Linked DNA regions of Rattus norvegicus: region 2 is linked to region 1. Evidence: chromatin contacts called from public Hi-C data. All regions are on one chromosome and are shown on one strand. Each heading gives the region's core, a stretch centred on a gene start, on an enhancer-like site or on the middle of the called end of the contact. The rest is flanking DNA. Distances are from core to core; before and after follow the strand shown.

The links. Hi-C and Micro-C count contacts between places; a contact is called where the count stands out from the background.
Region 2: a contact with region 1 is called in a Hi-C map of the A7r5 cell line, with 5 times the contacts expected there. The contact joins two enhancer-like sites. A contact is called at or near these places in 4 of 12 Hi-C or Micro-C datasets (the A7r5 cell line, the Rat2 cell line, frontal cortex and 1 more).

The regions. Positions count from the first base shown.
Region 1 is chr18:65,377,973-65,381,879 of GRCr8, reverse strand. The region is part of intron 4 of Tcf4 (transcription factor 4); the gene reads right to left. Among named protein-coding and RNA genes, the nearest start is that of Tcf4, 160 kb to the right of the region's middle. Within about 2 kb of position 1,924, at least 14 of the 93 cell types and tissues checked have an H3K27ac peak or open chromatin away from gene starts, as enhancers often do.
Region 2 is chr18:65,676,887-65,680,793 of GRCr8, reverse strand. No RefSeq gene overlaps it. Among named protein-coding and RNA genes, the nearest start is that of Ccdc68, 140 kb to the left of the region's middle. Within about 2 kb of position 1,808, at least 17 of the 93 cell types and tissues checked have an H3K27ac peak or open chromatin away from gene starts, as enhancers often do.

The sequences.
Region 1 (3,907 bases), core at 675-3,174:
ATGATCTTCTCCCTTGATTGTGTCTGAGAACACAATCAATCTGGATTTTGTTGAGAAATTGGGAAAAATAATCTGAATTCAAGATGTATTCCAGATTATCTATAGAGCGGACAAAGAGTAGGGAGATAGCCAACCGTTAGAAAGAAAGAAGAGTGACACCCTGTTACCTTTTCAAGACCAAGAAAATGGAGAAAATAGCCACACTCTTGGGTAGATGGGGCCAGCTACCACATGACATTAGCGACAGTTGAGTGAACTTGAGGCGTAAGATCTGACAACACAAAGCATCTATTCTGACAATGTGATATTTAAGGGAAATGTCCTGTTTGCAGAAGGATTTGGCCAAGGGAGGAAGTCAGGAGCACAGGATGGCAGAGAAAGGAGGAGAGGGAGCGGCGATCAGGGGAAGGATGCAGAGTAGGGGAGGGGCCAGAAACATGACTTCATCTTATCCAAAGCACTCCGGAAACGAAATGTGTCAGTGTTTACGGACAGCAGTCTCCAGGGCTAGAACCTGCAAAATTTATCATCTGAATGTTTTTGGACTGAATCTGAACCATGTAAAGAAAGATATTTTTTAGAGTACTTGTGCATGCCGTGTGCCAGAAGCTGGAGGCTCCGTCACTCTCAAGGGGGTAACTAGCAAGAAAACCTAGCAAAACCTCATTGAAGACCATGGTGACAAGAGAGAGCCACTTGCCCCTCCATGAGAGGTGTTAGGTTGTGATGAGGACTACACGTTAGGATACGGTTATTTGGCGATGTCAAATGAATCAAAATAACATTTTAAGAATGACGCTTATATGATGTATGGAGAATTAATGTTAAAGTCACTGGAACGCAAACCTGGGATGACAGGCCACCAAAAGAGCCTTTACAGGTTATGTTGTCCCTTCGTGGTCTAAGTTCTTCGATGGTTCCATGTCTGGAGGGGCTGGCCTGGGAACTGGGGTTAGGATTTACTTACAAATAAAGAGAAATTTGCAATGCAATCCCCCAAAAAATTCAACGTCCTGAAGTTTCATCTACCACCATTAAGGGGCTGACTCAATCCATAATCTCAGAGATATATAGTAATTACTTACACAAATATAGTTACTATAGAATATGTAATGGAGTGACCCAACAGGCATCACTGCTTTTTGAAGAAGAGCTCATTCTTTAGACAGAGTCCCCTCTCTCCCACTGCCGGGAATGATACTCTCTCCCAAGGGCGCTGTCCACCATGCAGTACAGAGAGGTAGCATCTTCTTAGCTGCCCTTGAATGGTTTCATACCGTGGCCTGGGGTCAAGAATTGTCTGTTCTATCACCATCCCGCAGGCCTTAAGACAGTAGGAAAAGCCAGGCAAAGAAAGAGTGGCTCCATTCAGACAACCTTTCTCACTGGCTGCAGGTGACGGTGGCTCATTCAGATTTCTAAGGAGACTCAAAATGCCCTTGGGATGTAAAGCAACATGGGCTCATTTTCCTAGAAGCAAGGGAGAACTACACACCCCAGCAGGGAGCCCTCTTCTAGGGTTACCCCACAGTCTGACTCCCAGGGTTCACCCCGTGAAATTCTATTCCCAACTCAGACAAACTAGGCTTCGTCGCAGACAGAAGCAGGCCGAGAACAGCAAAGACTGTATGGCTAAGAGCACTGCACACCTTATGTGCCCTTTGAGCCGTCAGTAAGTCCTTTTAAGATGGCAAGACTACACCCACACTGGAACTTATGTTCCCATTCCGATGAATAAATCAGTGACCGGACTCAATCTTAAGTGACTTCATAGTTTCAGAAAATATTTGATTGATGTCTAAAGATGAAATCCAAAGGAAACCCAACAACCCCTGCCCCCATGGCACCCCTCAATACCTTGAGAGTAAAAGAGATTAAGAAGCCTCCGTTCGGAGTCGGTCCCAACAGGAGTGGCCAGCAGAGGGCGCACATGTCCCAACACAGCAGCCTCAGGCTAGGCAGGCACTCCCCAAACCTATTTAAAGCCTTAAAACCTGACCGAATTTAAAAGAGGGGCTAGAGAGCTAGTCACAAAAGTAATCTCAATTTAGGATTACTAAGAAACACAAGTACATTATTATTTAACAGCGACTTTAATAAGGGCTTCTTGGCTGCTGTAGGAGAGCTGTTCTGTAAAAAGAGGTAAATTTCTTTGCGTACAAGCGAGCTTATGTTTCTTCCCAAGACTACTGTGGTTTTAATAGGCCTGTGCGGCCTATATTAGGAATTCTCTACAATACGTGTATTTTTAGAAGTAAAGTAAATGCTAAATTTCTAGCGTGCAGCGTGTGTGTGTGTGTGTGTGCGCGTGTGTGTGTGTGTGTGATTTATATTAAGTCACTCTTTGAAATAGCATCTCTCTTAGTGTGCGTCTAGCCATATGTTCCACACAAAACCATTCATCTTCGTGGCTTACCAGCCACCCAAGTACATAGCATTTCATGTCTAAATCCACATGCGCACACCCCTTATTGTTTTTCCATGTTTGGTGTTCCATCGGTTAGTGCCAAACTGTCTGCTTGAAGCTTCTGTATTTTTCTTGCTTTGGGGTTACAAAAAGTTATTCCAGAAAAGGTGCTCCCAGCTATACGTATGTATGGATCAATCGACAGGCGTTGTTTATTTAAGAGTCTTCCCCCCAAAATGTGAAGACCACCCACCCATCTCTCCCAACATTTTTTGAAACAACAGAACAATTTTAAAATGGAGGGGGGGGGGGGGAGAAAGTACCAAATAAAGAGAAATGTCGAATCCAACACCGTTTTTCTTTTCGGATAAAAAGATTAAATAACCCGCACAAGAGTAGCTTCTCCTTTCAAATAGGTTACAATAAAGGGACGTTTGTCAAATAACTCTCAAACTGGAAGCAAGGCTGGATAATTTCACTTTGTTTATCTACCCCCCCCCATCAATGGCCATTTCAACCTAAGCCCTACCGCTCAAACAAAAGCAGTGGAGCTCTGAGGCATAGCCATCAAGTGATTCCTTTTTTAAAAAAATCAAATCTCTCAGACTTGAGAGATGAACTGGGTCCACGTTGTCTACAAACCAGGTGGCTTTGGTGACACATAGGTCGTGGTAAATGATATGCGCCCTTTAGCTGATGTGGCTCCTCCATTTCTGCATAAGTTAAAATGACGAGGTTTTGTTATTCCTAAGCACTCAATTCCGAACTGTTTGCACAATCTGTTAAGTCCAGGCAGATTTAAATGATTCTGACATGCAGCCCGCCAAGGCCAGTGACGGGGATAATGCCTCTTTACATGGGTAAAATTCTGTGCCACACAGGTCACCCTCTTCGGGGGAATCAACTGTGTGTCTCCTCTTCGCTTTTCCACCGCCATCGTTCATCCTGCAGCCTGGAGCCGAGAGTGAGACGCAAGAAAGGAGCTGAGTGCTCAAAGCAAAAATCTGCTTCCAGGACAATCCATTATATCTGACAAGTTAAATGTTCCATGGTAGGCCATATGGCACGAGAGCAGGCCCGACGATGGAAGGGAAGAACTGGGCAAATGCATCACGATTAAGGAGTTTGGCTACACACTTTAGTCTGAATTACTTTTTTTTCCCCTCTCAAATTGTAAATGTTGCCCCCAAATTTTTCATTTGAGTACCTTTGAAAAGGAGTTTCTTTTGAAAAGACAACCTGTAGTTTGGGGATCAGAATGAAAAAAGGTTAGGGCAGGTGGGTTTCAGAAAATCTTACAGACCTGTAGCCTCGCCATTTCAGTTTCAAGACAAATAACAAGTAGGTTGGAACATGTAAATGAGCCTGGGACAGCACAAAATGCAACCAATTCCCATGTTTAAGTCTCTCTCTAGATAGAAAATAATCTTACAAGTTTCACGGTGAGAATGGGCGTGTTCCCATGTCTTCTGGGGCTTCCTTTAACACTCACCAATGAAT
Region 2 (3,907 bases), core at 559-3,058, 300 kb before region 1:
CTATTTTCTTCATGCCCTCAGAGTTTGTTCTCTCTCTCTCTCTCTCTCTCTCTCTCTCTCTCTCTCTCTCTCTCTCTCTCTCTCTCATATGCAATGGGAAGGTTGCACCCTTTGCCATGCCAGACATCCAGGCATCTTGCATGTGGTTTAGGACCTATGATCCCACACATATCCCTTCCATTTGGAGACTATGAAGACCACCTTGACTAAGTTGTAGAAGGGACATTGTCCTCATCCCATGGTTCTCTTTCCTATTCACCCATTTGAGCGTTCTCTTCCAGAAGGGCTGATGTGTGGATTTAGCCTGTTCCCTACACATCCAATAGAGAGTTTATCAAGAGTATTACAAATATCTGGGGGTTGGGGATTTAGCTCAGTGGTAGAGCGCTTGCCTAGGAAGCGCAAGGCCCTGGGTTCGGTCCCCAGCTCCGAAAAAAAGAACCAAAAAAAAAAAAAAATCTGTTTCTAATTCTGCCATTCCCTTTGCGGGCTCAAGTACAGGAAAGCCCAAATGAAGTTTGCAGGAGAGCCCCTAACAGAGTCTAACAAGACTTTTTGACAGAGAGAAAAAAAAAAAAGAATGAATCTCAATCTCTTCCCATTGTTAACTGCTCTAAGGAAAATAATCTTTGGCGAACCCCAAATGGTTAAGTGATAATATTTTAGCGATACAAATTCATTACTATGAAGCTGTAATACCTGCTCATTACGGTGTCAGTCAAGGGGACAAGGAGGTTCCTAGGACCATCCATCATCCGTTTTAGGCACTGAATGTCATGGTTGGCATGTTGCCGGGTACACTGCACTGCCTTCTCATCTGCTAGATTCCAACGTGTTTCAGAGTTGGAAGCAACACCTCAACAGACTCCCGCTGTCATAAAAGAACTCACTGTTGGAGGGGGGGGGGGGAGAATGGTTTCAAGCTTCCTTCTGCCTTTGTGGGAAAGGTAAGGAACCAAGATGTATTGGACTTGACAAAGTGTTAGGTAAACAAAGCCTTGAGTATTAACGTTTAGGCTCCAGTGATTAGTGGGGAAGCACAGGCTGATAAGCACGGAGGGGTGTCGCTCAAGGTACTTTAGACTCCGACTGTGTTTATTATCCAGTATCAGTATGGAGATATATGCCTGACTACTTTTATGGTGCCATTTAGAACTTTAAAATAAGCTCTTGTGCTCAGAAAGGGGTTACTAAATTACTCACCCTGTAAGGTTCCCCTCGATTAGCATAATTCTGCCCATTACACGCCTTATCAAGAGCGTGTTTTCATTGTTTGGCCCCGCGTTCTGAAGAGACATTCAGGGATACATGGCTGTGGTGGCGTGTCAATCCTGAAATAGCACCTTTCGATGACTTTGAAATTAAATACCCCTGTATCATTTACAAAGAAAACTTCTCCAGGTTCCCACTCCCCGATGACGAACCCAGTGGATGATATAACTGCTGGCTTGCCACCGAATAGTTGTGAGGGTTTTTTTTTTTTTTTGTTTTGTTTTGTTTTGTTTTGTTTTTAATTTTTTTTTTATTACTTTGAATTCAACTTTTCATTTCTCCAAGAGACGGTGTGGAAGGACTCATGGAAAAGACCTGGGAGAATTCGGGGTTTTCAGGGTTCTTTTGTGCACGGTAAAAAAAAAAGACCACATCTAGGCCAATGGTGAGCTTAACTTTAAGTAGACCCACTAGAGCGGAGAGACCGCAGTGGTCCCTCCATGTAGCCCTGAAGAAGCCTCCTCCGGACTTCCGGTGTCTGGATTCAATCTGCATCCCTCACGCGAGCCATGGAATTCCTGAGCGTACACTAGATGGCAGCATGGTATACTGACCACCTCAGAGGAGCCAGGCCCAGCAGCCAGAGCCCACAGGGCCAGCCCCTAAGGGTGCCAGCATAAGTGTCGTGGGCACCTCGATTTTCTGCAGCACTGTGGATCACAATGGAAATTTTCCCGAGGATGGCAGTCATCGTCTGTGTGGCTTGCTGGGTTTTTTTTGTTTTGTTTTGTTTTTTTTTTTTGCTTTTGTTTTTTATTTGTTTGTTTGGGGAGGGGGGAATGTCTTTTTCCCCACACACACAGAAAGGGGTTTTCTTTGTGCTCCTCCGGCCCACTCATCCTCTGGTTTTGCAAGGTGAGAGCTGTGTGTTTACTCTATGAGAACGGGGGAGGAGGAATGTCCTTTTAGTTGGGTTCCCACAATCTGCCCACTGTGTCCTGGGATGCCAGTTGCTCTTCTTGTAGAACTGAATAGTTCATGTATAAATGCCTCCCAGCGGTATTCTGGTTCCACATTCCCCCTCCCCAAAGGAAAGCAAATTGAGTAGCACTTGCACCCAGAGAGGGAGCATACAAGTTCAAGGGCCCAGCAAGGGAAATCTGTAGTATTTTAGGTCTGAACAGTAGCTCAGAGTTCACCCAAATCAGTCAAAGTCATTTGGCAGATAAGGAAACTGAGACCCAGGCATCTACCCTAAGGCCACACAGCTTGTTTTAAAAAAAAAAAAAAAAAAAAACACGCCAAAATTGAGACAGGGGTTGCCCTATAAGGCCGGTTTCCATTGCTCCCTGTGTGATTTATAGAAAGTCGTAAATCCACAGCACAAAAACCCTCTGAGGTCTGGGACTGAGCTGGATCCCCCACCCCCACCCCCACCCCGTCTCCCGACCCCTGCCCTGTGCAGAGCCACAGTCCAGTCCAGGCCCGACCACTGTGACTTGACTGTGTATCTCCACCACGAAGTCCTTCTTCTCTGTGAGTAGCTACCAGGAGGGACAGGAAATAACTGGGACCAAGGAGACAGACTGAAGCACTGCATCCCTTCCCTAGACATTTTCTCTGAATTAGAGGGGAAAAAGAAACATTCCAGAACTCTCCAAAGTGAACCCATTAGAGCCTTTTGTTTTGTTTTGTTTTGTTTTCCTCGTTTCTCAAAAACATGGTCCACTTTTTTTCCCCTCAGACCTTTGAGTTCTAGTGCAAAGCCACCAACCCGCCAGCCCCGTCCCCGCGGGTTCACCTATCGCTCCATATTGTTGATTTGCAAACTACACAGATTCTTTCCCTAGACCAGCACAGCTTTCACTGTTTCTTCAGACCCTGAGCCTTTTCCCAATTAAGCCACGGAGCGCTTCTCTCTGGTTAGGATTACAAACACCCCAGTCTTCCTCCTGCTCCAGCAGCCCCTCCCTTCCTCTGACACATGGTTCTTTTGATCTCAACCCCAGACCATCACACAGGCTCCTAATTATTCACGAGCCATAAATCATGGCAGTAATGTGGGCCTTGCTAGGGAAAGGAGTGCCGTTGAGCCATAGATGCCTGGAAAATTGGGTGTGTTTAGTGTTTGTGAAGGAGGGTGGGGGGGGGGGAGGCAGGCAGGAAGGAGGGAGATGTTTTAAATGTTTGTAGAAATAGTTGCTTTGATGTTGAGCCCTCCCCCAGAGGAAGTCGACAGTCTGAAAAGTCCGTCTGTACTTTTTCATATTTACAGAGGTAATGAAATCCACGAGTCCCTTGGAGAGGCAGGTGTAAGCAGGGCCCGTGCCAGCGAACACCCAACCCATTTCCGAGCATATGGGCCAAGACCTGTGAACACCTCCGTGTGCTCTCCACCTCTACCTTTTGGTAATTTAATTTTAGGGACTCATTTCCACCGGCAACCTGAACTCTGCTGTGACCTTATTGAAAGGCACTGCTTCTGGTTCGGTTTGGCAGTATTTCACTAGGGAACACGGGGAACCCTAAATTGTTTGTTTCATTTGGCCTGAGCCAAAATATGCTTAGAGAGTCTGTGAGAAGCCAAGTCATTTCACCAACACTGACCAAAGTTAATCTAATCTGCAGGCACGGGGGCATCTTCTAAATGGGCTTGTGTGCCTAACTGGATGCCAAATTATTCTTTTGCATCCCG